6 separate regions of the Mus musculus genome follow, and all the other regions are linked to region 2. Evidence: chromatin contacts called from public HiChIP or PLAC-seq, Micro-C and promoter capture Hi-C data. All regions are on one chromosome and are shown on one strand. Each heading gives the region's core, a stretch centred on a gene start, on an enhancer-like site or on the middle of the called end of the contact. The rest is flanking DNA. Distances are from core to core; before and after follow the strand shown. Region 1 holds the start of Crtac1 (cartilage acidic protein 1). Region 2 holds the start of Hps1 (HPS1, biogenesis of lysosomal organelles complex 3 subunit 1). Region 3 overlaps Crtac1 (cartilage acidic protein 1). Region 4 has its middle 18 kb from the start of Gm41849. Region 5 overlaps Crtac1 (cartilage acidic protein 1). Region 6 overlaps Crtac1 (cartilage acidic protein 1).

What was found. Promoter capture Hi-C pulls out the DNA fragments that hold promoters and counts their contacts. Hi-C and Micro-C count contacts between places; a contact is called where the count stands out from the background. HiChIP or PLAC-seq counts read pairs in DNA pulled down with a chosen protein or histone mark.
Region 1: a Micro-C map of embryonic stem cells shows a contact between it and region 2, with 4 times the contacts expected there. The contact joins the promoter of Crtac1 here to the promoter of Hps1 in region 2. A contact is called at or near these places in 11 of 39 promoter capture datasets (the 3T3-L1 cell line, the C10 cell line, the HPC-7 cell line and 6 more), 8 of 484 Hi-C or Micro-C datasets (all in embryonic stem cells), 7 of 115 datasets of contacts at active chromatin or transcription factors (embryonic stem cells, large pre-B cells, pancreatic cancer cells and 1 more) and 3 of 9 other capture datasets (adipose tissue, embryonic stem cells and liver).
Region 3: a contact with region 2 is called in a promoter capture Hi-C map of hippocampal neurons, with 2.7 times the contacts expected there. The contact joins the enhancer-like site here to the promoter of Hps1 in region 2. A contact is called at or near these places in 5 of 39 promoter capture datasets (cranial neural crest, hippocampal neurons, liver and 2 more), 3 of 115 datasets of contacts at active chromatin or transcription factors (embryonic stem cells, large pre-B cells and pancreatic cancer cells) and 3 of 9 other capture datasets (adipose tissue, embryonic stem cells and liver).
Region 4: a contact with region 2 is called in a promoter capture Hi-C map of liver, with 4 times the contacts expected there. The contact joins the enhancer-like site here to the promoter of Hps1 in region 2. A contact is called at or near these places in 6 of 39 promoter capture datasets (the SN4741 cell line, embryonic stem cells, hippocampal neurons and 1 more), 3 of 115 datasets of contacts at active chromatin or transcription factors (embryonic stem cells, large pre-B cells and stem cell-derived neural progenitor cells) and 1 of 9 other capture datasets (pancreatic islet).
Region 5: a contact with region 2 is called in an H3K4me3 HiChIP or PLAC-seq map of embryonic stem cells, with 9 times the contacts expected there. The contact joins the enhancer-like site here to the promoter of Hps1 in region 2. A contact is called at or near these places in 2 of 39 promoter capture datasets (the C10 cell line and embryonic stem cells), 3 of 115 datasets of contacts at active chromatin or transcription factors (embryonic stem cells and stem cell-derived neural progenitor cells) and 1 of 9 other capture datasets (adipose tissue).
Region 6: a contact with region 2 is called in an H3K27ac HiChIP or PLAC-seq map of embryonic stem cells, with 4 times the contacts expected there. The contact joins the enhancer-like site here to the promoter of Hps1 in region 2. A contact is called at or near these places in 3 of 39 promoter capture datasets (embryonic stem cells and liver), 2 of 115 datasets of contacts at active chromatin or transcription factors (embryonic stem cells and large pre-B cells) and 1 of 9 other capture datasets (embryonic stem cells).

Annotation. Positions count from the first base shown.
Region 1 is chr19:42,430,502-42,435,050 of GRCm38.p6, forward strand. Crtac1 (cartilage acidic protein 1) reads right to left here and starts at 1,287. Exons shown (of 15, transcript NM_145123.5): 1 at 1,109-1,287. The coding sequence starts at 1,132.
Region 2 is chr19:42,778,462-42,782,633 of GRCm38.p6, forward strand. Hps1 (HPS1, biogenesis of lysosomal organelles complex 3 subunit 1) reads right to left here and starts at 1,517. Exons shown (of 20, transcript NM_019424.3): 1 at 1,453-1,517; 2 at 93-185. Gm16244 (a long non-coding RNA gene) reads left to right here and starts at 571. Exons shown (of 2, transcript XR_386720.3): 1 at 571-882; 2 at 979-3,113.
Region 3 is chr19:42,413,171-42,417,454 of GRCm38.p6, forward strand. It overlaps Crtac1 (cartilage acidic protein 1), which reads right to left. Exons shown (of 15, transcript NM_145123.5): 2 at 771-973. It overlaps Gm34299 (a long non-coding RNA gene), which reads left to right. Exons shown (of 4, transcript XR_003952940.1): 3 at 1-354; 4 at 456-1,723. Among named protein-coding and RNA genes, the nearest start is that of Gm34299, 5.3 kb to the left of the region's middle. Within about 2 kb of position 2,086, at least 8 of the 459 cell types and tissues checked have an H3K27ac peak or open chromatin away from gene starts, as enhancers often do. A contact at or near this core is called in hippocampal neurons, where this site is marked.
Region 4 is chr19:42,459,918-42,464,353 of GRCm38.p6, forward strand. No RefSeq gene overlaps it. Among named protein-coding and RNA genes, the nearest start is that of Gm41849, 18 kb to the left of the region's middle. Within about 2 kb of position 1,689, at least 12 of the 459 cell types and tissues checked have an H3K27ac peak or open chromatin away from gene starts, as enhancers often do. A contact at or near this core is called in liver, where this site is marked.
Region 5 is chr19:42,285,673-42,290,435 of GRCm38.p6, forward strand. Crtac1 (cartilage acidic protein 1) reads right to left here. Exons shown (of 15, transcript NM_145123.5): 12 at 2,181-2,326; 13 at 1,501-1,543. The region is part of intron 1 of Gm34347 (a long non-coding RNA gene); the gene reads left to right. Among named protein-coding and RNA genes, the nearest start is that of Mir3085, 7.9 kb to the left of the region's middle. Within about 2 kb of position 2,484, at least 8 of the 459 cell types and tissues checked have an H3K27ac peak or open chromatin away from gene starts, as enhancers often do. A contact at or near this core is called in embryonic stem cells, where this site is marked.
Region 6 is chr19:42,383,349-42,388,112 of GRCm38.p6, forward strand. All of the region lies in intron 2 of Crtac1 (cartilage acidic protein 1), which reads right to left. Gm41848 (a long non-coding RNA gene) reads right to left here. Exons shown (of 2, transcript XR_877861.1): 2 at 4,393-4,764. Among named protein-coding and RNA genes, the nearest start is that of Gm41848, 12 kb to the right of the region's middle. Within about 2 kb of position 1,988, at least 12 of the 459 cell types and tissues checked have an H3K27ac peak or open chromatin away from gene starts, as enhancers often do. A contact at or near this core is called in embryonic stem cells, where this site is marked.

The sequences.
Region 1 (4,549 bases), core at 37-2,536, 350 kb before region 2:
CCCCAGGAGTTCTTCCCAGGTTCAACACAGCATCAAACCGCTGTCCTCTACTCTGGGAACCTTCTTGCTTTCTTTTCCAACTGGCTTCATTTTTCGAAGTCTTGCACCCATCCCAGAAGGTACCTCAAGTGCAACTCATGAACGCTTCCAGGAGGACGGATGAGATGTACAGATGTCACGGTAGGTGAACCCACCCAATAGCAATAGTAATCATTAGTCATTCAAGAAGGAACCCCCCACCCCCACCCCTAGGGAGGCTCCCATCCCAGCTGGGATGACTTTGGATTCTTTAGTTGGTTTCTGCAGAAGCGGGACTAACCAGGGCTCCCAACTACTGTACTGCAAAAGAATCACGCTGCATTGCTGGGCATGCCCCCAAGCCTGCCTGCTGCCCCACCAAAACCTTTATCTGATTCCATAAGATCAAGGGGGGGGGGGACCCCATGGTTCCCCTAGAATGCCAGAAAAGAGCTTGCCTGAAACATCCTTAGCTAGAAAGCCAGACCACACCTCGGTCCAGCAAAAGGCGGCTGGCAGCTACGCTGTGTACCGGGCTGGCTCCGGGAGCACTCTGCCACTCAGCGCTGTGCAAGGGGAGACAGCTCGGCTTCCCGGGAGAAGAGCTATGCCCCGGGGGATCTTCCCCAACCTGGAAGCGTTGGCAGTCGGCCGAGGATGGTAGCTTAGTCGTCCCCAAACTGAGCCCGCCAGCTGGGTGACTCCCCGGGTACCCTCAGCACAGCCTTCACCTGCTCCGCCCCCTACTAGCCCCATTGCCCCCTTCTCAAACCGCTGACCTCCATCCTCTGTGCCACTAACACGTTCTCTGCCAACTGTGGGCTGTCACCCCCACACCTCGGCTCCCATCTCTTCCACCACCTCCAGCCTGGCGCCCGCCTTGCCCCCAGCCCGCGGGGAGGATCTGCGCGCCAATAGAGTCCAGCGCCTCTTGGCAAGTTGGGAGCAGCGTCGCCGCCTTCGCAGTCCCGATCTTCCCAGGTCCCCAGCTGCATCCCCGCCACCCCTGGGGGCGTGCGGGGAGGGGTGCGCTAGGCTGGCGAAACTTTCTCCGCCGGAAGGGGTGGGGGCTCCAGGAGCGGATACTCACGCCCGGGTCAGCGCTCGGAGCCATCCTCTGGCTCTCTCAGCCCCACCGCTTGGGGGCGTCGGAGCGCGGGCGCTCGATGCTGCCTCTGCCGCTGGCGCCGCCGCCTTGCAGCGCCCAGCCCTGGTCCCGGGCTGGCCTCGAGCCTCCCGCCCCGACGCCGCGCGCTCGCTTTATACAACTCCACTCGAGCGCGCCCGGGCTTATGTAAAGGCTGGCGGAGGCCCGCAGCCAATGGCGCGGCAGCTGGAGCCGGGGCCCAAGCTTGGGGGGCGCACGCGCGGCCAATCGCGGCCCGGGGAGCCCGAGGAGCCGGGTGGGGGAAGGGGCGCCTCCCCGCGCTGATTTAGGAGCCGGGATTGCGGTGGCAGCAGCCGGCAGCCAGGCTGGCCCGGCGCGGCGGGCATTGGGGTGGGCGGCGGCGCGGGCGGCGGCGAGGGCGGGTGCCCCCCGTGCTCTGCCGCGCCCCGCCGCCGCGCCGCGTAACCTTCAGGAGGCAGCGGGGCCTGGCGAGTGGGGAGAGGGCGCCTTGAGGGACGCTGGGGACCGGGCGGGCGGGAAGCGGATGTCCCCGGGGGGGGGGGGAGCGCGGGGAAGGCAGTGCAAGGGGGGGAAGGGAGGCCGGCGAGCCCCAGGACCCCGCAGCCACGCGGAGCGCAGGGCGGGGGGTAGCGGCCGCGCTGCTGTCTTTCTGCCTCCCAGATAGCGATCTGGCGGCTCCCAGGCCCGGCCAGAGCGGCCGCGCGAGCCACGCCGATGGCGAGATTTCTCGCTGGGGAGCGAGCTCCGAGTCGATCTTTATCCAGCCTAGGGACGTGTCCGAGCGCCTCCGGGGGACTGCTCAGTATGGGGAACAGAGCTTCACCACGGTCCCAGAGGGCGGGGAGCAGGCGAGCGCAGCTCGGCGGTCAGGCGCGGCGGCCCAGGCAACTGCGGGCAGAGTCTGCTTTCCCACATCCGCGCCCTCCGCCCCCGCAGGCAGAGTCCTCACCGTACCTAGCCCCCTCTCCAGCAACACCCACCAGGGCTGAGCCTGGCCCACCTGCTCAGGGCGTCTGCATCTTTTGCCCACACGGAGTACTACCGCTTGCTCTTTCTCCGTTGTCACCAGCTGGCACAGCTGGGTGCAATGGCTTTGGTCTCTCTGGCCCAAGGGTAGTGGTGGGAGAGCAACTAACATGGAGATGACTTCGTTAGTAGCTCCCCATATACCTGTGTTTGGGGCAGGTAACTTGCTAAGGTCCACATCAATGGACCTTTTGCATCTACAATAGAACCAGGCTTATAATAGGTGCTCAGCAAGTAGTGAATTTTGACCTTTCATGAATAAGACCGGTGGATTTCTGAAAGCCAGACCCGAGGCCTCGGAGAAGGATATGGGACTCTTTGCTCAGCTCCAAAGGCTTTGCGATCACTACTCACTAACTAGCTTGGCGTCTGTATGTTTGACGCTTAAAAAGACTTGGATGAAGGTTCTGCTATAGAGTTCCCTGTCAACCAGTTCCTAGCTGGACCTGGTTATCTCCCAGTACTGATTAGAACTGTCAGCCCCGTTTGTGCTCTTCTCTTAAAAGCAGAAGCTAAGCGTAGGCAGAGTCCATCTCTTGGGCCGCCAAGGAGCTCCTCAGCGGTGAGGAACCATTGAGAATCTGGCGAAAGTCACTGGCGTCTCTTTCTGGAAAAACTGGCCAACGTTTACCCATAAGTGACTTTCGAGTATAATTTCAGGATCATTAGGAATCCCGAGACTCTGGGTGCTCGACCCAATATCAACCTGTTTCTTCAGGGTTCCAGGCCAGTGGTTTGTAATCAACCTCTCTCTAGGGGTCGGAGACTGTTCTGTACCCTGTGAGAATCTGAATGGATGTGTGGATGTGCTTCTGGGAAAGATGCTCTCTCTCTCTCTCTCTCTCTCTCTCTCTCTCTCTCTCTCTCTCTCTCTCTCTCGTGTGTGTGTGTGTCGGGGGCAGGGGGTGTTGCTAGAACATAATCCAAGGTTCTGCATCAATACACTTCATCCAGCAGCAAGTACACTTGGTCCCAAGCACACCCCTGGTCCCCAGTTCCCTCCAAAGGAGCAGCAGTAGGCTCAGCATCCCGATGGCTCACACTACCGCCCTGTGCTGAGGATATCTGCATCTGTGTGGCTGTGGTCCTGGCACTTGAGAGACTGTCTCCACACTTGTCCTCGGCGTCTTAGTCCCTGCCACTTTCTTTATGTGGAAATAAATAGCAGGTTGTCGGATTCTGTCTGATGCACGACTGTTCCTTAGCCAGAAGCTCCAACTCGGAGAGACAGCAAGTGACTGGTAATTAACCAGTCTCACTGGAGCCCAAGCATCCGAACACACCTTTCTTGGATTTGTTCTCACCTCTCTCTCTCTTTCTCTCTCTCTGCCTGGGAAGCTGTAAGCAGCAGCCCCAGCTGCCGAGACTCACCTCACCTAAACCTGACAGATTTAGTAACCAGCTCAGTAATTATCAACATTAGCCACCCAGATGTGAATAGGTTGTCGGTGCAAAACAACCCTGCAATGATCTCACTCTCTCTAGTCAGGGAAGGGGATGACAGAGCCAAGGTGCCAGGAAAGGACAGTGAAATGTAAAGTGACAGGTGTTCCACTCAGGGAGTCCTTCGAGGGATAAGGGATGGGATGGGATGGGCAGATCTGGTCCTAGAATTTCTAATTCTCCTAATGTTGCCTGTGTCTAGAAACCCTTGAAGGCAGGGTGTTTTAGAATTCAGAGAGGTGCCAAACATGTTGCACCATCCTGTGAGGTCTGGAGTCGCATCTGAAAATCAGACACATTCATATTTCCGCAGCGAAATGTCAGGATTTCTAGAGTAAGCATTGAAGGGAAAGTGGTTTCGTGTCAGTTTAGGTCAGGATTTGTCTCCAGATGAGTTGAAGTAGCAAAGTAGCAAAACCCCAAACAAATCCCAAATATTTTACCTCTTGGGGATTTGGACATTTGAAATTGAAGAGAAAGACTGTGTTTTAGGCTGGTTGTCCCTGAAGAAATGAATTCTTCGTGAGAGTTGCAGAAGCAGCAGCAGCAGTGGATGGAAAATCACAAATGGTGATCGGCACTCTAAGGATGTGAAAAAGTAACCCCTTTCTCACATGAAGCCATTTCTCTGGGTTGTCCTCTTTTTCTCAGGGAGCATGCATGCATCACGTGTCAATGGTGACAGGTATCAATGAGTGACAGGTGGTCAGGATGGGCCTTTGTCTAGGGTGAAAATAGACAGAAACTCCTTCTTAGAGAGATGCTTCAACCCCCACCCCCAGGGGAACAGTTGGTTCTGGAGGTATAACTGTGGCAGACAGAGAGGAAGGAGCCTTCCATGGGGCCAGGGTTAGCTCAGAACGACTAGAGATGGGAGAACCCTCAGAGATGAACTCGTCCAGGAAGGATGCAGACCAGAAAGGCAGACAAGAA
Region 2 (4,172 bases), core at 267-2,766:
TGGCAGTTCAGTTCGCTCCTCTCATTCTGCTCTTCAAGTGGGTGCTGCCCACCTCTCCACCCTCCATCCTCCAGGAGAGGAGCATGGTTTACCTTGGCAAAGCACACAGCAGGGCTTCTGAGGAGCTAGATACTCTGACCAGGTCAGCAGACAACAGCAGCACAGCATCCTTGGGCCTGCAAATGCTTAAGGCAGAAAAGGCATGAAGGCATTCAGAGGGTCTGGTTTCCACTGCCGCCTGTTCCTGAGAGTGGACAACCTGGACACGGGCTGAGAAGTCACAGGTTCCCCCATTTTAAGGACCACAAGCTAGAAGGTGTCCTTTATGTGGAGCAAGCGTTGATGACACATTAGCTCCTACCTCCTCTGCAACTGGACAGTTTATATTTGGGTCACTCATTCACACACAGGTGGGGTCAGCAATCCCACCCTGAGCAGCCCCAGGGAGCGGTGAGCAGGGATGGGTTACTACACAACCCATCGCAAGCTGGCAGGAGGTCCCAGTGAAAAGCTGCATTCGGGTTTGGTTCTGGTTGGGCTTTCCTAAGGTCCCATTCAACTCAGAGATTCAAACTCCTCTTGGGAGGCCAGGGAACAGAGCGCTGTTGCACCTTCCTACCGGGTTACGGGGTTCCTACCAGCCAGGTCGCAACCTCAGCCCAGTAGGCTCATCTTAAGGACAAGAACGGTGGGTAGGTGTTATTCTTATTTCCCGGCTTCAAATAACAAGAGAAATAAGCTGCCTCTGGAATCCTCCCATTTTGATAACAGGCAAGAAGAATCTAAGGCGGAGGAGGAAGGTTTGATCCTGGGGATTTTGAAAGCAATGAAACTCTGAGCCTGGCTGCACCATTCTCGGGCTTGCCTTGATGGTAACTTCCGGTAAGCACCCGCATACTTTTCGGTGGGTATCTGGTTTTACGGTTGCGGCTAACCTCATTTTCTGATCTTTGTTCTCTTTATATTTTGCTCTAAAAGGAGGAAACTTTGAAGAGAAGGGCGATTCTGAGAAAAATCCCCTGCACCCACTTTTACCACCCGGGTCACAGTTCTCTCATTGTCCCTAGCAAACTGTCCCCGTGGCCTCTGTCCCGCCTAACACAGCTCAGTTGGGGGGTGGGTGCGAGGGGTGGGGACTATAGCCTGTGATGCTCCAGCAGGAGCAGCTGGCCTAGGAGGGAGTCTCTCCCTGCGCCGCTTAGCACCGCCTCACTGCGTGGCTCCGCCCAATAGCTGCTTAGCACTCTTTCAACGACACCCAGAAATTCTGACGTACCCTCCCCCTCTCCTCCCGGGGACGAAGGCCTGGCTTGTGACGCCCGCTCCAAAAGGCATGAGACTGATGCGGGTTTCCCCGGGTGCCCGGGCCTCTCCAAACTGGGAGAGCTTGCCGGAGGTGCCCACCGAGGGGCGACCCAGGACTGCGCTTGGTCACCCACGATGCCCACGTACCGGATCCGCGGCTCGCACCGCCCAGCGTGTAGCCAGCCTGCGGCGCGCTTCCGGGTAGGACACGTGACTCAGCCACATGACCGGGGCCTGCTTTGTGGGTTCGAGCCCCGCCCCGTCAGGCATTGCTCACCCTTCAGGCTACTGTGCTTGCTGGTCACCCGCCGCTAGGGAGCCGTGCCACGTTCACCCTGGCATAAGTAGGTATCTCACTGCCTTTAGAGGCACCAGCTGAGCCGGTGACATTTCTAGAGTCTCTTTTGCTTGATTTAGCTAAAGGGATTCCCCACAGATTTACAGAAGGGGCAACTGAGAACCCCGAGGGAACCCCCTTGCTGAAGAAGGAACAAATGGAACCAGAACCCAGGTTTCCTTGCACCTTCACCTGGCCCTTCCCAGCCTTTCGTTTTCTTGCCGAATCTAGTTGTAGGTGAAAGGTACCCTTTTTGTGGGTGCTTTCCCTTACTTACCTCCAGGGGGCGGAACCCGTGTGTCTTAGTCAGGGTTTCTATTCCTGCACAAACATCATGACCAAGAAGCAGTTTGGGGAGGAAAGGGTTTATTCGGCTTACACTTCCATACTGTTGTTCATCACCAAAGGAAGTCAGGACTGGAACTCGAGCAGGTCAGGAAGCAGGAGCTGATGCAGAAGCCATGGAGGGATGTTCTTTACTGGCTTGCTCAGCCTGCTCTCTTATAGAACCCAAGACCACCAGCCCAGAGATGGTCCCACCCACAAGGGGCTTTTCCCCCTTGATCACTAATTGAGGAAATGCCTTACAGCTGGATCTCATGGAGGCATTTCCTCAACTGAAGCTCCTTTCTCTGTGATAACCCCAGCTGTGTCGAGTTGACACAAAACCAGCCAGTACACCATGCAGAAGAGCCCAGCTACCTTTGGGCTCCTTGATTTACAAAGGTTCCCAGTCTGACTGAGGGCTGCATACACATTAGGGCTTTTGTCTTGAACCTGCGAGTGATTGCATACTATCAAGATTTTTATGTGTATTTGGAGGGGCAGAAAGAGTGAAGAAGGCCAATGGAGTCCACAGAAGAGGTTGGGCGCCTACCACAGGTCCTCATTGGGTACCTTGGTGCTTCTGAGAAACTTTGTGTACGACCCAGCATGAGCACTCCGCACCCACTAGGCAGAGGCCAAGAGCCAGTGCTGCGGCCACTCTAGCTACCTAAGGTACAATTAAACAACATCGCAAACGCCTGCGCCTGCGCCTTCGCCACCACCCTGCTCAGCCAGGCTCCACAGTACAGCCACAAGCATCAGTCTCCTGGAGTCCTGAATCTGCCGACACTATCCTGACTTCGGTCGGTCATTTCCCCCTTGTTTCAAACAGTTTGTAAGCCTGAATAACTGTTACCCGTGAACAATTTATAACTAATCTAGTCCATGTTACCTGATGCTAGTGACTTGTGTCTTGCAGATGACTAAAGAATGGCGCCGATCATCTCTTCATGTGGTTTTTCTCTTCATTTGTGTAGCTTTAAAATTTTTTTTGCTTTCAAATAAACATTTATTCATATCTTCTACCCCTTTTATTATTATTATTATTAATCTATTTTTAGCCATTGACTTATTATTGGATTGTAAGATTTCTTTATGTTGTAGATATGTTTTAAGTTAGATATATATTAAAAATACCATTATTTGATCTGTCTCTGTGTGTGTGTGTGTGTGTGTGTGTGTGTGTATGTTTAAGTGTGGCCCATGAGTACATGAGGAGTTTACTACTTTTTGGTCAGGCTAGCTGCCAGCAAACTCTAGAGTTACCTCCTGTCCCGGCCCAGTCATGAACACCTAACCTAAAGTCCTCATTTTATAGATGAGGACTCTGAGGGACGGAGAGTCTGGACAATTTCTCTTCTGAAGTGATCAAAATGGGTCTGGTAGTGCTGCCGTGGCCTGTGGATGTGGCTTAGCTTCTGCACCTTCAGTGGCCCAACTGCCCACCTTGCAGTTTGCTCTGTAACTCATTCCTCTGAACGGAAACTTTCTCTTTTGGTGGGAGGAGGAGCCTCTGAGGCTCGGGCTCACGAGAAAAGCCTTGGAGACTCAGTAGATTATAGGATTCTCGTGGTCCCTCCCCACGGTCATGAAAGCTAGGGAGAGGAGACTCTGGTGGAGCCAGGGAGGCAGCTTTCATGACTTGTCCTCTATGCTGGGTTGGGTATTGTGTGGTGCAGCTGCTCTTGAGTAGCCCGTGCTCCTGGAAGTCACCTCAGTGAATGTGTTCAGTCATTAAGCTAGACCTTGAGGGAGTCATTTTTTTTTTTTCTGGTCTATCGTTGATGCCCTGTCTTGGCGGAGTAGACTTTGCACACATCCTTCCAGGAATGTGGGAAGCCACATGTGCTGTTGCAGAGTGGCGCTGGCTACTGCTGGCCACCACGCATAAGTTTGGACAAACAACCAATGTGTACATACGCAGTAAAGCTTTTTGTCAAGTCACTGCCTGGCGCGGGCATGTTAATGAGTTACTGAGAATATAACCAATCAGATGTGAGACATGCAAATGAGGTATGTTAATGAGGTTCTGTGAGGTACTGAGAGAGAGTAGTCAATCAGATGAGGAACATACAAATGAGGCATAGTGCATAACCAATCTGGGTGTGAGACACGCCTCTCCTAGGCCTATATAAGCAGCACCAGTTCTGGGCTCAGGGTCTCTTCGCCTCTGCAATCAAGCTCTCCCAATAAACGTGTGCAG
Region 3 (4,284 bases), core at 836-3,335, 360 kb before region 2:
TGCATGTGAAATATGATGATAGAGCCTGGCACACAGTAGTGCTCAATAAGTAACAACTATCCATGGTGACTGGCAGAACTCACAATGTGCTATCATGTGCAATAGCCAAGTGAGGCTTCAGGACAAGGTGTTGCAGTGATCTCTTCCTTCCAGAGGATGTATGTGGATCTCAAGGTCACGCAACTGGGAAGGTGCACACCAGGGCACCATCTCAAGCCATATGAACTCCGAGTCTCTGCTTTTCCAGCTACGCAATAGTATTCTTTTTTGGAGGAGGAGCAGCAGGCTATATGCCTAGCCAGGAGAGGCTCAACTATCCCTCTTGATTTCCATCTTCGCTCTTCTTTGAAATGGGTAATTAACGTTTTCTTAGCCTTATGTAAAGTACCGTGGGAATCAGTGAGCACGCAGCAACCCCTTCTACGGACTAACACTTTTATGTCCTGCCCGTGTAGAACCTCCCTGGGAAGGAAGTGATACCTGCACGGCCAAGGGAGCTGACGTGTGGCAAGAGGCAGCCTTGAGAAGCCTGCAGATAGCTTTCCTCTAAGCTGCCGTTTGCTCAGTGCCCCTACTTTGCAGAGGGCAAAGCCACGGCATCCCAAAACCGCAGCTCTGCCAGCTGGGCTGGTGCTGGCCACAGAAGACTGCAGACCCAAGCGAGAACAAGCATTGGCCACTGCGTTGTGGTTTGGAGTTACTGTCACACAACCGTATCGCTGCAAAGGCTGATTAATACGTCTGTCAGACTCAGGGTGGGAGGCACTTACCCCGCCACAACGATCTCGAAGTCCCCATCATGGTCCACATCTGTCACTGCCACTCCATAGTTGAGCTGGGTGGGGTTGCTGTCATAGTCAGGGGGCAGGACTGAGTTGGTGACTGCAGTGAACATGGGCTCAGCCCTCTGGGATCCCCCAGTGAGAGGCAGAAGCCACAGGGGCGGCAGCAGGAGCAAAGCCATCCTGACCATCTGAAAGCAAAAGTTACAGGCTTTACTGAAAGGTCCCAGAGCTGGGCAAATAAATCCAGTCCCGGGAGGCCATGTCGGCATTCTCCCCTGTCTCAGCCATCATAGAACCACTGCTTTGTAAGTGTCCCATCTCTGCTATCGTAAATCTACAACCTGCCTCCATCCCGGTGGGCCACTGTCCCTGGTCTTTCCCCCCTCTTCTGTAGCACCCATCATTGCACCACTTGCGATGGGATTTACTGCACCTCACACTTAGTTACTGGCTGTCACCCTCTGCTAAAGTACAAGATCCACTTTGCCATGGATATTTGTCTGGTTTGCTTACTTGATATGCACCAGGCTAAGAATATGTTATGCAAGGAGCAGTCAAGATGTATTTGAGGAAGGAAGGGAGGGAGGAAGGAAGGAATGAAGGAATGGAAGATGGAAGGAAGGATGTCCTATATACTCTGAAAGAATGAAGCAAATAACAGATTTCAATGCAGAGGTGGGGGGTGAAACCTTCCTTCACCCACAGGTCACTGGGTCCAGAGCAACAACAAAGGTAGTGGGGGTTGCTCTCCTGTGAGGCATACCCCAGAGGTGGCCTGGCAGGTTCTCCAAGACAAGATTCCTCCCAAGGACTGTTGGTCATTGCTTCCAGACTAAGAGGCAGTCAGTCAAGGGATGTGTTCCAGCGAGGTCTGGCGGCTAGTACATCATTCACTTGGAGAAATTAAACCATTGTGTGTGTGTTTTATTATAAATTAATTATGTATAATGCATTGTATAATTCATTATTATATCTCTAACATAACTCAGGGTGTTGCCAAACAGCCGAAGACCCTTCGGAGCTGATGGCACTCGCCCAGGAGACAGCTGAGAATGGCCAGGGAGGTGGCACTCCACCTGCTCGAAGTGAGAGCAAGAGAGCTTGGGAATGCTGAAGCTAGCTCCACTCTAAGACTCTGCCATAGGCAGAGAGAATTGGACCTCACAGAATGTCCCCGAGACTCTCGTGGAATTCCAGGAAGCCCGCGCAGGTCCAATCCGGCAGCAAAGCACTACCCCTCCTGCCTTCAGTAGGCAGCAGGCCTCCTCCTGCCAGAACTTGGCTGCTTGCTTGTCAGCGCATCTGGCAGCAGAGAACAAGGCTGAGCCGGACTGACATCTTAATGAGGGAAGAGCAAAGGAGATCTGAAGACTGTCTCCCCATATGGAGACAGATGCTCCTGCCAGAAAATGAGCTTGTGCTCCAGGTCAAGGACCCAGAGGCCAAAACGGGGGGTCCAGGCACTGCCTTTAGATCTGAAGCCTCCTTGATGTCTTGCTGTAGAGAAATGCAGGGGCAGAGCTCCATCGGAGGGTAGCGACCATGTAGGATCCATCGTTAAAGGAGGATCTTGCAGTGTGTTCAAAGTGCACATGTTGGGAGCCCATGTGCTCCCATGATACCATGATACCAAATGAGGTCATTCCAAATTAAGAGTCCTCTGGCTAAGACAAGCACACGCTCTCAGAGTTCTGCAGCTGAGCAGGACATTTCCCTGGCTAAGGAAACCCAGAACCATCTTTACAAGCAGGTGTGGGTGGATAAAGAGTATTTAATAGGCAGGGTGGACATGATGAAGTGTAGCAGGGATCTGAAGGTCACGAAGGCTTTTATTTTATTTTACTTAATTGATAGCATGTCTTCTATTGAAGGGACAATAGTGAACTCCTACTTGAGAGCCAAATCCAATTGATTGGCAGTGGCTGGGATATGTGATCAGCTTACAGCACCATCCATGAGTGCTGCCTCCTCGAAGCTCCTTGGCAGCTGCCGTTTGGGTCACCGAGACAGGGGTCAGATCCTAGTAGGGTGACAGATGCCTAACTGGAAGAAGTTCTAAGAAGGGCAAAGTCATGTGACCCGGCCTCTTGATTTTTGCCTTTCCTCTGGTGGTGGGAGGGAGGGGAAGTGTACCTGTGGGTTGACCTCAACTTTGTTTTGATGATCTTGACAAGTTCGAATACCACTGGATCCCTGCTCTCTCCTTTGAAATAAAGGTTTGGGAAGAGACCTCTGAAGGGCCTTTCTAGCTCCAAGACTCTATGGTGGATGAAAGGAAGTTTTTAAAGGAGATATTCAGAAGTCTCCACCACGTGTCCACAAACGGCTTCTGCAAACCTCATACCAACCTGCATGGCTTTTCTCTTCTGAGGATATTAAATCCATTTAAAAGAAAACAACTTTCCAGAAGGGTCCTCTATAGTATCTAAAGGGCCAGGGAAGAGAGCACACGATTAATCACATAAATTTCCAAATTCTTGGGGTAGGCTGGGGGTCGGGCTTAGGGTTTGTGTTCCTTATGTCTAATTGTTCTGCCATGCCAAAGGTACCCCATACACCCTGTCCTGGGGTGCTCAGGACCAGCTTTAGGAAGTGAAATGGTTAGTACTGGGTTATCTTGATGCCAGGTTAGGAAACAGTAACAGTGGGGAAGCTTATGAGAAGCTATGGTAACTGCATCTGCCCCTCTCAGGATGGAAGCTGCCACTGGCATGCTCCTCCTCCTGGCTACTCGGAGTGGTCCACGCATAGAGCACCAGAAGCATCATTTAGCAGCCGATTAGAGATGCAGACTGTGGGGTCTCACCCAAGACCCACTAAATTAGAATATCCATTCTAACACGATGCAGGCTAATTTGTATATACGTTAAAACTTAAGAAGCATTGCACAGCCCTGGCTGAACACTGAAAGCACACGAGGAGCTTCACAAAATTCTCAAGCCTCACAACGATTTCTTAGAGAAGACACACAAGAGCACAGACGACAAAGGAAAGTCGGACAAGATGGCCTATATCAAAATGAGAAACTTTGGTGCGTCAAAGAACACTTGTCAAAGGACGAAAGTCAACCACAGAATGAGTATAAGTGTTTGCCAACTATGTATCTGATAGGGTATTGCCATCCATAGTGTATCAATAAAACACTTCTGCTGCAGTGCGGAGGAGGAGGAGGAGGAGGAGGAGAGGAAGAGGAGCAAAAGGAAGAAGAGGAAGAGGAGGGGGAAGAGGAGGAGGAAGGGGAAGAAGAGAAAGAGAGGAGGAAGAGGAGGAAGAAGGGGAAGAAGAGGAAGAGGAGGCGAAGAAAAAGGGAAGAAAGAAAAAGAGAAAAAGAAAAAAAGAAAGATCCTGATTCTAAGTGGGCAAAAGACCTGAATAGACATCCTCCAGAGATATGCAAATGGCCTACGAGACCATGAAACCCCACTAATTATATACAAACGAAGATCAAAACCACAATGACATATTTCACTCGCATTGGTTGACTACAACAACAATAATA
Region 4 (4,436 bases), core at 439-2,938, 320 kb before region 2:
GGAAACGGTAGCCATCTGCGCCCTATTTCTAAGGTTTTTCTTTTTCCTGTGCCCACCTGTCACAGTGTGAAGGGTAAAGAATTAGATGGAAGGGCCACACTCTACGAGTCAGGCCGTCTGCCCCTGGGGAAGGCCCACGTGGGACTTCTGAGCTTCCTGTTTGGTTTATGGGGGTATAGCTTCTAGAGAGCCAGGATACCCACGCAGGAAGGACTGATGCAGGCTTCCATGGAAAGGCAGATCCCTCAAAGTAAGACTGTCCCAGGCGGGCATTCTGTGAGCTCCTTGCTTTACAGATGGGGAAACCGAGGCCAAGACTGCATGGGTAGTGATGGAACCAAAGCTAGAAGGGCCAGGGAGCGAGTCTGGCTGATGCACCACCCTCCTTCCTCCCACTGACCGTATCCACCTTCCAGGATGGCGTCTCCATCATTGGAAGGGTCTCAAAGCTGGAAAGAACACCAATGGTGTCGTTTTGAGGGGAGATTTTTGGCAGTGTTAAGGAGCCAAGCGGGGACAGCAGATGGGGCCCAGGGAGGGGTCAGAGAGTCTGGAGGGGAAGCCGATTGTCCCTCACACTGGTGCTCTGTTCTCCCCCATTCTGTCTCCTTCTGGCCATCTTGATGACTTTCCCTCCTGTGTCTCCTCCCGTGACCACTCTTACTCAGCCATAAATAGAAGTACATTCATCATTACTTTCTGTTTTTAATGAATAATACACTATAGCCCCTGATCTGAATTTTAAGATCTCTCTCTCTCTCTGTCAACCTACAGCAGGCAGTTGTCTGCTAAGTACTGATTAGAAATCTTCAAAGTGCCCAGCACTGAGCTAGAAGTTGAGATACAGCTGTGGACAAGATAGCCTGCCCACATGCAGCTTCTCCTCTAGTGAGACAGCACCTGCCTCTGTCCTCATCCCTCACTTAGTGACTCAATTTGTATGTATCACTTTCTTTCTGACCTGTGTGTGTGTGTGTGTGTGTGTGTGTGTGTGCGAGAGAGAGAGAGATAGAGAGAGAGAGAGAGAGAGAGAGAGAGAGAGAGAGAGAGAGAGAGAGAGATATCCTTCTTGTAGAACAATCCCCACCCTGGTAAAACCCCACTGTCTAGTGTGGTCTGTATGAGGAACGCAGGTAGAAAGCAGAGTAGATGGTCAAGTCAATGGTCACTCCCTATGTCCTACATCCACTCTGCTGCTTCCCAGGGCTCAAGGGCTACCACAGTTTGGATAAATAGTGGTAGCAGCTGACTGTCTCCAGGGGACTAAGGGCAGTTTGGGGAAGAGTGTGGACGGGAAGCATTGTGTTGGCCACGTGACAGAGGCCCAGAAAGATTTGCTGAGTAAACTTCAGTAGCTGGGAGCTTGCCTGCAGGCGTTGGTGGTCTAGTGACCTGTGACCATCACGGAACTTCACCCGAGAGCCACATCACCCTGAGCCCTGCCACCATGGTCCTTTACTTCTTGTGGTGTCTTTCGTTCCTAGGAAGCTTGTTTCTGGCTTGCCTGCAGCTGCTGAGGTTTGCAAAGTCTCGGGGAATGTCTGTAAGGGAGGGAGGGTCCTGTTTATTCCAGAAATGCTCCTCTCCGGAGCAGACAGGCCCGGGGAGAAGAAGGCTGGCTGGTGCTTGCACAGTAAGAGCCTATAATTTGCTCAGGGAGGCGAACCCAGAGCCTTATCCCTCTGAGCCAGAGATTAAAGGCCTGGACTTATGATTGCAGCCCGGCTGGGGATCTCTGCCACACACCCACAGGGAGCCCCAAGAGCACAGCTGCCGCTGGAGGAAGCCAGCGTGGGGGACCGCTGGTGGCAGGCTGTTGAAAACAAATGGGGCAAAGAAACGATTCCGATGCTATCGATTGGCGCTGATGTTTGCAGAACATCCGGAAATGACTTACTTGGCTCCAAAACCAATAGGGAAACTGAAGTCAATGAGCCTAGGGTGTATCTTGCTGAACCTTGTGAAGGGGGTTTTGATGCCCCTAGCCCATCCCCCACCACTCACCCTACCCACCCCCACCCCCACTGAAATCCTGCTGGGGGCGAGGGGAGGGGGTGACACAAGCTGGCCCAGCTCCATCTTCCCTCCCTTTACCTCAGATGGCCTCCAGCCTTAATGCGTTCCTCAGCCTCCCACGAGCTGGCTGGCTGCCTCACCACCACATCTGGCCTCTGGTCCCCCCTGGCTACTGTCATCAAGGCTCCACAGCGTGAGGAGATGTGGATGAGCGCTCTCACCCCTCAGGTTCGACAGACAAATGGAGGTTTTGCAGTTGTTTAGTTAAGAGGAACTCCACTAGTAAGTTATAAAAACCAACCAGAGAAGAGAATTTTCAGAGGCCTAGGGATGGTGGGTTTACGGAGCAGGGATGTCCGAGTCTTCAGAGCTGCCTTTGGTCTCTATCTTCCCCTTGCCCTCTCCCTCCCTGATTGCCACCACCTCGTGTTAGTTTGACGTGTCTAGGTAGCACATGACAAAATGGGATCAAAGGAGCACGGATTGTGGTAGAAGAAACACCTCTGAGAAGGCTCAGTCTAACGGGGAAGAAGCACCGCAGGTTTGCCCTCCAAGTGTACGAGAGGAACGGGGAAGATGAGAGCCGTTTGGCTCCTCTGCCAAGCTCTGCAAGGCTGCGGAGGAGCGCTGGCATCACAGTGGGCTGCCTGAAGAAACTGGTGTCCAAGAAGGGGCCTGTGTTCCACCAGCTCAGCTCCCTCCTAGGCTAAGAGCAGGCCTTGGGAAACACGGCCTTGGGGATGGGAGTCTAGCATGAGCCATATGTGATTCTATTCTGTGCCTCAGGAGCCTGCCTGCTCTGTCCTGTGAGTCCAGGCAAACTGGAAGCCAGCTAGAAGCCAGCCGGAAGCCAGCTGGGAGCCAGCCGGAAGCCAGCCGGAAGTCAGTGCACAGGCGGAGTTTGGATGTCAGGGGACGACGGCCCTATCTCATTCCTTTTTTGCACCCATGTCTTTTGTTTTCTTTATCCCTTCACTACGAGGCGTTCATGATCAGATCTCGGGCTGCCTATTTCTCTCCCACATCCCTTCCCAGCCATTTCTCTCTTACTCTTCCCGTTAGTCTACTCTCTTTTTTCTTATTTATTGGGTTTACTGTCTCCACTTCCTAGGATAAGGTTGTTTTACAAAGTTTATTATTTTTAACTATTGTGTGTATACACACATAACACACACGTGTGCGCGTGCACGTGGATGCATGCATGAACAATGCACATGTACATATGTGCACATGAAGGCAGATGCCCACAAAGGCCAGAGGCGTCAGATCCCCTTGGAGCTACTGAGTCGCAGGCAGTTGTGAGTCACCAGGGACGGGTTCTGGAAATCAAACTCAGGTCCTTTGTAAGAACAGCAGGTGCTCATAACCATTGAGCTGTCTTTCCAGCCCCAAGGGGTAGGGGCTTTTGTCTGTTTCAGCTTCAAATCCCCAGAGTTGAGAGACTGCATGGAATTTGATAACAATTTTCAAAAGAATGGAAGAAATGGCTACTCTGAGCAACCTTGGGCTCAGTGTCCCTATAGTGAGCTGAACCTCAGAAAAAGGGCACTTCCTTTGGAAACTGACAGTGTTACGTCCCTTCCAGGGAGCTGCAGAGGTAGGCGCTATGTTGCAAGGATTGAAGGCATTGGACAGACTTATGTCCTGGCTCCATATCTGACCAATTGTGTGCCCCTAGCAAGGCATTTACCCTCTCTGACACATAGCTTCCTCATCAGTGCTACAAGGACAAGAATCTGCCATTATCAAGATGGCTACAAGGCTTGGGGGAGAGGGGCTGATGAACTCAACTAAACCTTGATGAAGTTCTTCCTATTTAAGAGGCAATGCTCACTAATGGATATTCGGTAGAGGGAGAACTTCAGGTTAACCCTGTTGCCCAGGGACTGCTATTGAGAAGGTATTCAGTGAGTTCTGCTAAGTCATCCTAGCTGATCAGGAGGTTGTTATTGTCGTCGCAAACACGGGAACCTGATCCATTCATAGGCACAGAGCAAATGGTAGATCCGGGACCTTTGGATGAAAAGGAGAGGGTTTCTGTTCTATGGATCTCCCCGAGGATGGTCTTTTATATCATCTCACCCAGAGGGAGAGCCTGGGCTGTAGGCTCAGACTCATGATGGTCCTCTAGCTTGTGGTTATAGGATATATGGGTTACTTCAGTTCAGTGTAGGGGGACAGCTTGGCCTCACGGCATCGTGCCCACTGACTTTATTGCGAGCACATTCTTTTCCAGATTCAGTGAATCATCCTTGGTTGGCAGGTAGGCCACTCTTAATTTTTTTTTTTTTTTTAGCTGCTCCTGAATTCTTGACAATGTTGAGTCAGTCCTTGGCAGGACATTGCCAATGTTGTGGCAGTTGGGACAATTGATGTTGGCCAAGTGGCTTAGTTAGCTAACCTATCTGCTTTCTTTATAC
Region 5 (4,763 bases), core at 1,234-3,733, 490 kb before region 2:
ATCCCTCGGGTCCCAGACCGACCTCAGTTTCCCCAGGCTGCCTTCTGGGATCTACCCCAGATAGTGTAACGCCTCCCTTGCTGCCACCCTGCTCGTTCTATCCCTGCTCCCACATATGGCCGTCAGTGGTTTGTATGTGGGTCGCTCTGTTGTCTGGGAGATCCACAAGAGTAGGGCCGTGTCTAGTTTTCTCTGGGTCTAAGGAAGAGAAGAATCCTTGTCCTACATCCTCATTTGCAAACCATCAGTGCTAGCATTCTGTCTAAACTCCACCCCGCAGCAGCCAGGTATGCTCCTCCCCACAGTTACCTGGCAACAGCCAGGTAGGCCTGACCTACTATAAAAGGGGCTGCTTGCCCCCTCCTCCCTCACTTGTTCTCTTGCTTCCCTCTTGGGCTCTTCCCTTCCTCCTTCCCTTCCCCCCTCTCTCCACGTGGTCATGGCCAGCCTCTACTTCTCTACTCTCTTCTCTCTACCTTTCTCTGCCTCTACTATCCTCTTAACTCCCCTCCCCATGCCCTGAATAAACTCTATACTATACTGTCATGTGGCTGGTCCCTTAGGGGGAAGGGATGCCTAGGCATGGGGCTGCTAAGACACCCCTTTCCCCATATCTGGCTAGACCCTCCCCCCATAGAACATACTCCCTTTCTCTTTCTCTTTTTTATAAACACATCAGTCAGGATGTAAGGCTTTGGGTTGGACATCTTCTGGACACTGGGCTGCTAGATTATCCCCTTCATAGCATATTGGGAGACTTTAGGAAGTCACGAGGAGCTGGAGAGATGGCTCAGTGGTTAAGAGCACTGGCTGCTTGCTCTTCCAGAGGTCCTGAGTTCAATTCCCAGCAACCACATGGTGGCTCACAACCATCTGTAATGGGATCTGATGCCCTCTTCTGGTGTGCCTGAAGACAGCTACAGTGTACTCATATAAATGAAATAAATAAATCTTTAAAAAAAAAAACCCAAAAAGAACAAAGAAAGAAAGAAAGTCATGAGACCCTTGCTGAGCTGGCATCTGGCAGCTATGAGCCTTCCCTGTGCTGGACCAGGCTGCAGCACCCTATCTGCACTGAGATCACATTCCAGCCCTGCTGTGCCCAAGCGCCTTCCTCAATCATCTCCCCCTTCATCTCTCCCATCCTTCTCGCTGGCTGCTTCTCAGGCTGGCCATAGCATGCTTCTGCTCTGCCTCTGCCAGGGTGAAGCTTATCCATCACAGTCTCAGTAGATACTGAGACGACTCATGCCATCCCCAGGTGGCAGGCTGGCCCTGCCAATGCCCAGCAGTGAACTGAATCAGCCTGCAGTTGCTAATGTCACTTTCACCTTGGTGAGTCATGGAGTTTTGGCATCTGGAACCCTAAGGACCAATAGTACCTTTTTCTCCCTATCTTTCTAGCCCCTGTCTGCGTCTTGGACCTTGGCAGGTCAGGCTGACAGTCCCCAGGAAGATCCCAGCCTCTGCCCCGTCCTCTGGTGCCTATAGGCAACTCACCCATGCAATGGCCATTGTCCTGCTGGGAGAATCCTTGGCCGCACTGCAAGGTGGGCAGAAGCAGAGACACTTGTGAGTTGAGAGGCCTCATCTCAGTTCCCTCCTAGTCACAGTAACAGAGTAGCTGTCACCCTGATTGCAGCTTGAGAGGTGCTTTTAGCCTGGGCCTGAGGGGAGCCCCTCCCTCTTATTCTAGCCTTGAGCTAAGAATGGAGAGAGATGGTGTGGGTGGGGGAAGGCAGAACAGTTATAATCCACACTCTCCCTGTACTAGAGAACTATGTACCTCAGATAGACCTGAAAGTGGACTAGAGCTGACCTCTAAAAAGCCTCCAGAATTCTGGTGTATGGTCTGAGCCTCTTCCAAGGACAAGAGGAGGCCTCTTCAGGTATTCAGAAAATACCGAAAGTAGGAATCAGTTCTCAACACAGTGCACAACAACCTTAGCTGGCTTTGGCTTCATTCTCTGGGCCTCTGGTTTCCTCGTCTGTAAAATGGGTGCACAACCCATGGCGACATCATCTGAAGCCTGCCCTTTGCTGAGACCATCTCTATTACTCTTTGATTCTAGAGGGCAAGTCTACAGATTTACCCCTAGGATCATGGGTGATGCTTGCTTTTTGTTTTGTTTTGTTTTGTTTTGTTTTTTTGACTATGCGGCCCAGAGGCTTTGGCCCACCTCTAGTGGGGCTGTGTTCTGAAGTTTGTCCTCATCCTGGGGGTAGAGGATCTCCAACACCGAGTTCATCTCCTCGCTGGCCACACTTCGGCTCACCATCTTGCCATCTGGCCACGTCACCTCCACACTGCTGGCTTCATCCCGTCCTGTGGGAGGAAGGAGAAGGGTCAGGAGCATGAGAGAGAGGGCCTCTTGGAGTAACTATGGTAACAAAGGTTGTAACTGACGACACACTCTCCTAAGGGCCGTGGGAACGATTTAGAAGCTCCTCTTTGGGGCCATACTGTCCAATCGACCATTCTTTAGTGATGGAAAAGCCCAGTGTCTGCCTTGTTCAGTGCACTAGCCCCTGGCCGCGGTGCAGGATGAGAGTTACTGAATTTAGCATTTTACTTAATTTAAATTAATTTACATCTCAACAGCTACATGATGCATTCTAGGCAACAGAACAGGCATGAGGAGGTTGAATTTGGGGAGCTGTGTGGCTCAGAGAGAAGCAGGTTGACTTCAGAGCCAGGGGTTCACATCTTGGCTCTGTCACTTGCTTGGTATGCTGAAAGAACATGACCAGAGCAGGTGGCTGGGAGTCCTGGGGACAAATCCTAGCTCTCCAGCCAACTCGTGTGACCTTCCGAGCTCGCTCACATTTCTATTTCTGGAGCCCTGCTAGAGCCACACCCCTTCCTGTGACTGGAATGTCTCCTCATGGGTTTCCCTGTCCATCTGGGAGGTGGGCAAACAGACAAATAAAGAAATAAATCATGGTGTCTATTGACACGCTTTGTGAAGAAAGGACAAGGAGTCATTCAGGGCTGGCCAGATCCTGTTCAGTAGTCAAGGTCAAACTCCTGGGGAGGAGGCACTTGAACTGAGCTGTAAGTAAAGCTTACAGGAAAGATGGGGATTGAGGGCACCTAAGGAAGGCCACTGCAGATCCGAGCCATTTACAAAAGATACCTGTGGGGGCTGGAGAGATGGCTCAGTGGTTAAGAGCACTGACTGCTGTTCCGATGGTCCTGAGTTCAATTCCCAGCAACCACATGGTGGCTCACAACCATCCATAATGGGATCTGACTCCCTCTTCTGGTGTGTCTGAAGTCAGCTACAGTGTACTTATGTATAATAATAAATAAATCTTTAGACCGGAACAAGCAGGGACTGAGCGAGTGGAGTTGACTGGAGCGAGCAGGGCCGAGTGGAGAGAGTGGGGTTGATCAGAGAGAGCAGAGGTCCTAAAAATTCAATTCCCAACAACCACATGAGGGCTCATAACCATCTGTACAGCTACAGTGTGCTCACATACATAAAATTAAAAAAATCTTAAAACAACAACAAAGACAAACAGAAGATACTTGTAAAGCTCAGACACTGTCCCTTGTGAATCCATCACACACATCCCTACAGCAGCATGCTATAGCAACACATCAGGAAACAGGTTGGGAAGGTTGGTCCAGTGTTTAGGCATTTCTAACGTCCGCTCAGCTCCTGCATCAGGAAGTGGGCTAGCCCTGTGGCAAGGTCTGGCTAATGGTGATGACTTAGGGGTTGATCAGCAGCACCTGCCAGCCTTTCTCAGGTTGTAAGGGAAGGCAGGCAGTGCCCAGTACATCGCTGGAAGAGTGCAGGGACAGTCATGGGAAAGGCTCAGAGGACATCCCCGCTCCTCCCACAGATCCCTGGGGCAGGGTGAGGCTTGGACAGCTCACCTGTCTGTTCCAGGTTTTGCTTCATCTAGATCAGAGGTTCTCAACGTTTCCAGTGCTGCACCCCTTGAATACAGTTCCTCATGTGGTGGTTACCCCCAAACATAAAATTATTTTCTGTGCTACTTCATAACTGTAGTTTTCTTACTTATCATGAATTGTAACAGAAATATATGTGAGAGGGTCCTTCAACTCTAGAGGGGTCTGGAACCACAGGTTAAGAACCCCCTATCTAGTCCGAGGCAGCCTCTCAGCAGGCCAATTGCTATCCCCACAACTCCCAGATCCGGGTTGGGAAAGGACCAGAAGAAGGCCAAGTATAATTCTTCTGTTTTAAAACAGAATCGTGAGGCAACATGAAATCTGGCATTTTTTAGGGCGTGCACGTGCCCAAATTAAGTGGCACATTTGAAAAGCAAACATTTTCCGTTTAAAAAAAAAAAAGGAGACAAAAGCAAGTGTTTCTCACCTAAGCCAACGGAACAGCTCCATGAATACATTTTACAGCCTGACTGAAGCCACAAATAACTCAAAAGAGTTGAGGAATATTCATAGACTCAAATTTGCAGCCCCCAGCGGGGCATGTGGCGCTGGACCAGGGTCTCTCCCTACGCACCAGGGAGGGGCTGTTAGGTAAGTAAGCAAGCCATCCTTTTCCAGCCTTGGTTTATTTGTCTGAAACTTGAAGGTGCTGGCTGGCTCACAGCCCCTCCGCCCTGGGCAGCACAGCCTCTCACCCTTGGATCATGAAGACACAACTTCCACTGACCATGTATCACCCTTGGCATTCTGGTCAGTTCTTAGACAGGTCTTAGACTGACAGCATGCTCAGACCAGACCTGACGCCTCACGGTGTCAACAGACCTTCATACATCTTCAT
Region 6 (4,764 bases), core at 738-3,237, 390 kb before region 2:
CCCCCCAATCAAGGGTATTAGTATTTTCCCTTTTCTAGTTAACAATGACTAATGCGATTGATCTCTCTACTATTGAAAAAAAAATCTTTGCTGTCCTCCACCTGTTTGGGATTTTCACAATGGCAGCCCTCCTGGGTCCCAATAGGACCTTGAGTCTGCAGTACCCACACTGGAGATGGAACAGCAGCTCTGAGACCCTGGGAGGAACGAGATCTCTGGTTGGTTAGGAACTGGAAGGTAGCGATGTCATCCTAGAAACATAGGCGAGAAGAGAAACGCTGGTTTCATGGAGTTGGTTTTCGCTATCAAAACTGAAACCTAAAATAACTCAACAAGTTCCCTATTGGAATTGATGAGCGCCTCCCGAGCGTAAATCAGAGTGGCAGAGAACCAATACGCTGCTATCATCAGTATGTATGGCCTGACCCAGGCTGCCTAAGACAAAGGAAGATTTTACACCAGCCTGGGCTCCTCTAGCCTTTGCAATGTGCCGGAGTGGGGGTGGGGGGAGGGCTAGTTCCTGCTGCCTCCCCTAGGGGCATTTTATCAGTGTCTGACAAGACTCTAACCTCTGATATTGCATCCTTAGCTAGGGTTGGGAGATGCTAATCCCAAGGACATAGTCTAGCTGGCCAAGCAGCCAGAATATGAATAATCTACACCCTTGGCCTCGTTCTGACCAAACAGCAAAGGTCCGCACCCATGGTGACCTGAGATCTTTTACTCAAAATGTGAGCCATGGACCAAGCTGGAGTTTGCCAAAAATTCAGAATTTCAGGCCCTGCCCACAGACCCTAGAGTGAGGATATACCTTTAAATCAAGTGCCTAAGAATTGTGTGCACAAGAAGGCTAGATAAACCATTGATGCAAGCTCCATCATTATCAATATCAGCTCTGTCCCTTCGGTTCTGGGCTTCCCCACCCCCTCTATACAAAAGCAAGCATCTTCTATCAGGGGCCATCAAACTGCTAGAAGCAATGATACCCCTTAAGAAGTATGCCACTCGATAGGAAGTTTGACTGGATGAAGGGAACTAACTCATCGTCAGGCTTAACTCTGCGAGGATGGGTACCCTCTTACATCATGGGCTGTAATGAGATAATGGATGTGAAGAGCTCGGTAGAGCTCGAAAACATGTGACTGTAGTGCACACATCAAGCACTGCTTGCTTCCTGTTCTTGCCATGTGCCAAGCTCACTCTTGCCCCAGGAATTATCGCACAAGCCGTTCACTCTGCCCTATCATCCTTGGTCATCCTTGATGCCCTCGTTATGTTTAAGGACCCAGTTGCCTTGTGTGTGTGTGTGTGGGGGGGGCACTCTCTTTTAGGTCCTTCAGTTCCTAGCTCATTCTATCGTTCACGTTTTAGCTCCAACATCCTCCGTTTAGAGAGGCCTTTCTGCCCCCGGCAACCTAAAGCTTCCATCTCTTGTTACTTGCCTTGGCTCCCTGTCTTCACATCACCAGGTTCTAAAACCACTTTCCCAGTGCTGGTGGCTTCTCCCGGAGCTCCTCAGGGCGAGGATCTGGTCTGGTTGTCTATCGTCTTTCAACAGTCATCAGAGCACTGCTGGGCGCAGGCAGATTTGCTCTGCAGAATGATCCCCTGAATGGTCACTGGGGTTTGGCACTGTGGTTGGAAGGAAGCTCGTGGGTGTGGGCTTTAGCTCGGGTTTTCTGCAATTGGTGTGGCTGAATTCTGCACAGTGCTAACATCAACATAACAAAAGGTGCCCCACCAGGCAGCATCAGTGCCAGGATCCTGGTCCTAGGGTATCAGAGCAGGCAGGAATGGAGTCTTGTCATCATGGGTTTTAACAAGCTCTCGGATACACCCTGCGGTGTGAGAACATTGTGGTCAGAGACAAGAGAAGCTCTTCTTCTTCCAGCTCTATCGTCCCTGCACACCTTAACTGCCCTCCGGCGTCCTCCAGTGCTCAGTCAGGATTGGGGATCTAGCTAGGATTGCTGTCACACCCAGCTGGCTGCTTGGCTTTTCTTCCCTCAGTCTCTCCACGCCCCACCCCACCCCCCACCCCCCTTTCAATGGCAGGGCTGGAAGTGGGAGACAGCTGGCCAGCACGGAGTGATTCTTCCTTTGCCGGTGTTTTTGTAGAGTAAGTCAGGCTGATTTAATTTTAATCAGCCGAAGCAACAGAGCGGTGGTTCCCTACCATGGCTGCACTTGCGAATCACCTGGCGAGCTTGAAGATACTGCAGCCTGGGTCCCACTCCAGTGCGATTAAATCGGAATGTGTCAGGGTGGAGCTGGGCGCTCGTTTCTATTAAATGCTCCCCTGACAATTCTAACTTGCAGTTGGGGCTGAGAACCATTACTGCGCTAACACCCACCGCTCTCTCCCACAAGCTTACCCAACGATAAGAACCGCCAGGGATCCGTGGGAAATTACTAGTGCCACCCCCCTCCCCGACTCCCTTGGTAGAGAGGCTCCAAGGCTTGGGGGCCATGGCTTAGCAAAGACCTCTCCTTTTAACAAAACTTGGGATACACTGACCCAATGGTCTGGGTTCTAACTTTGCAGCTTCAAGTGACATAACAAGTTTCTGAAGCCTATTTTCCTGTCTGTGAAACAGTAGGACTAATATAGTACAGATCTTGGGAGACGGTTGCGGTGGGGGGGGGGGGTCACGTGAGAATGTTGGTGCAAAACGCTTGACACAGGGTGGGTACCCAGCCCTGGGGCTCAGTGGCCTCTGGTTGCCATCACACCCTCATGTAAGGTAAATTCTGGGAAGCTGTTTCTAGTAACAAACTGACCTTTGTGTCCGTTTGGTATAGAGGTTTGGCTCTTGCATCTCCTTTATATCAGAGACTGCGAGCACCATTTGCCTTTGAGCCCCTGTGGTACTGTGAGGAAGTCTTGGGATTTCCTCCATCAAGTATCACAGTCATGGGCATCTGAGGAATAACAGTGGGATAAGGGGTGGGGGTGGGGAACCACTGCTACTGTCACTAAAGAAAACCAGGCTGGCTGTGATGACAGCTCAGACCATATCACACCTTCCTCATGGTACAGCTGGGAGGAAGAAGGTTTTAAATTCCCATCACAGAACATTTATTTAGAAGGGAAAAAATTGAGGCATCTATAGTAGAACAAAGATGAGACACAAAGAAGAGACATCCCCCCCCCCCCCCACACACACACCAAGACTTAAACTATCTAGTAGACCCTCAGTGATTCAGGGCACACAGATTTAAGTACCATCTGTAGATGGCAGAGTCAGCAACTCCCTGCTACTCTTGGACAAAGTGCTGTTAAGTAAGAATGAGTGTATAGCTGAGCTCTGGAAAGAGCATTTCAGATACCCCAGTCAGGACCATTACCAAGGAACACATTTATAAATCCATCCTGTGAGATCAGAAAGCACCACAGCTTCCCTCTGACTCCTGACAAGGTGCAGAAAACCACCAAGCAGCCGAGAAAACACAGTGCCCACAGCCAAGGGAGTTTCTGCGAAAAATCCCCAAATTAGACAAAGGGAAACACCGCTGTTCTTCCTGCTCCCAGGGATCTCAGACTCGGAGGCGTAACAGTTTTGGGTGAACCTTTGGTTGTTGCAACTGTGATCCCTGAAAGTTCCTCTTGATTATTGAAGAATGTACTGTGATGCTTATTCTTGATTGTTAATTTCTGGGTGTGTCTCCAAACCTGTTTCTGAAGTTGGGTCGATCATAAGGGTCTTAGTGTCATCAATGGTTTAACTCATTGATGGATCTAAAACTCGGGAAGCCCATTGGAAAGTGTTGGAAATGTGAAGGGTGGGCCTGTGTGGAGGTAGTGTGCTGCTAGGATATGCCTTTGAAGGCCCCTGGCCCTTCCTGTTGTTCTTCTTCATTTCCTGGGTGTTCAGGAGTTTGGGTCTGTCAGTCTTTCTCCTCCATTACGTCTCCCCTCCTTGGCCCAAAGCAATGGAACCAGCCAACCATGGGCTGGAACCTCTGAAGCCATCAACTACAATAAGTCTGCCTTCCTTTTAAATAGCTTCTCTCAGGTGTCTATCACAACAAGGAAAGTCTGACTAATTCACACGCCTCGCAAATTTAAAAAGAAAAGGGGGAAAAATCCAGAGAAGCATAAATAAAAATTACCTCTAAATCAACCACCTGGAAAACTTTGTAATATTTTGATATATTTCCTTCTAGTCCTTTCTGTGCACATTTAAATGTTTTACAGTATTGGAAGCCATGATAGTGAAATTTTGTGTTATACTTCTTTCCCTTGGTTATGATACCATGAATTTTTTTTTTCATGCCCTTAAATATTCCTTGAAGAGAATTTTAGCAACTACATGGTATTTCATCCCACTGGTCTTCTTCTGTAATTCACAGAAACGGTTTGTTATTAATGGCTATTAAAGTTGCTCCTAGTTTTTTTTTTCCATTACAAAATGGTGAAACAAATAGCCCTCCACAGAAAATTTTGATCATGTATTTCTATTTTTCTGAGACAGTTATAGTAGAACTAAAGAGTCAAGAGGTCTATACACATTTCAGCCCCATGCTTTTATTTTTTTACATTTTTGTTTCCATATTTTTTTATGTCCCTCTGGTAGATCACTGCATCTTTATCAATGCTGACTACGTTTTCAACTGTTTTATGAGTGAAAATTAAAGTCTGATTTTATGCCACATTTTAAAGATTCTTAGTTGAAGTTGTATGTTTCCCCCATCAATTGGCCATCTGCCTATCTTAACTTGTGACTTATCGGTTGCAAGTATTTTAAGAATTCATACTGAAAG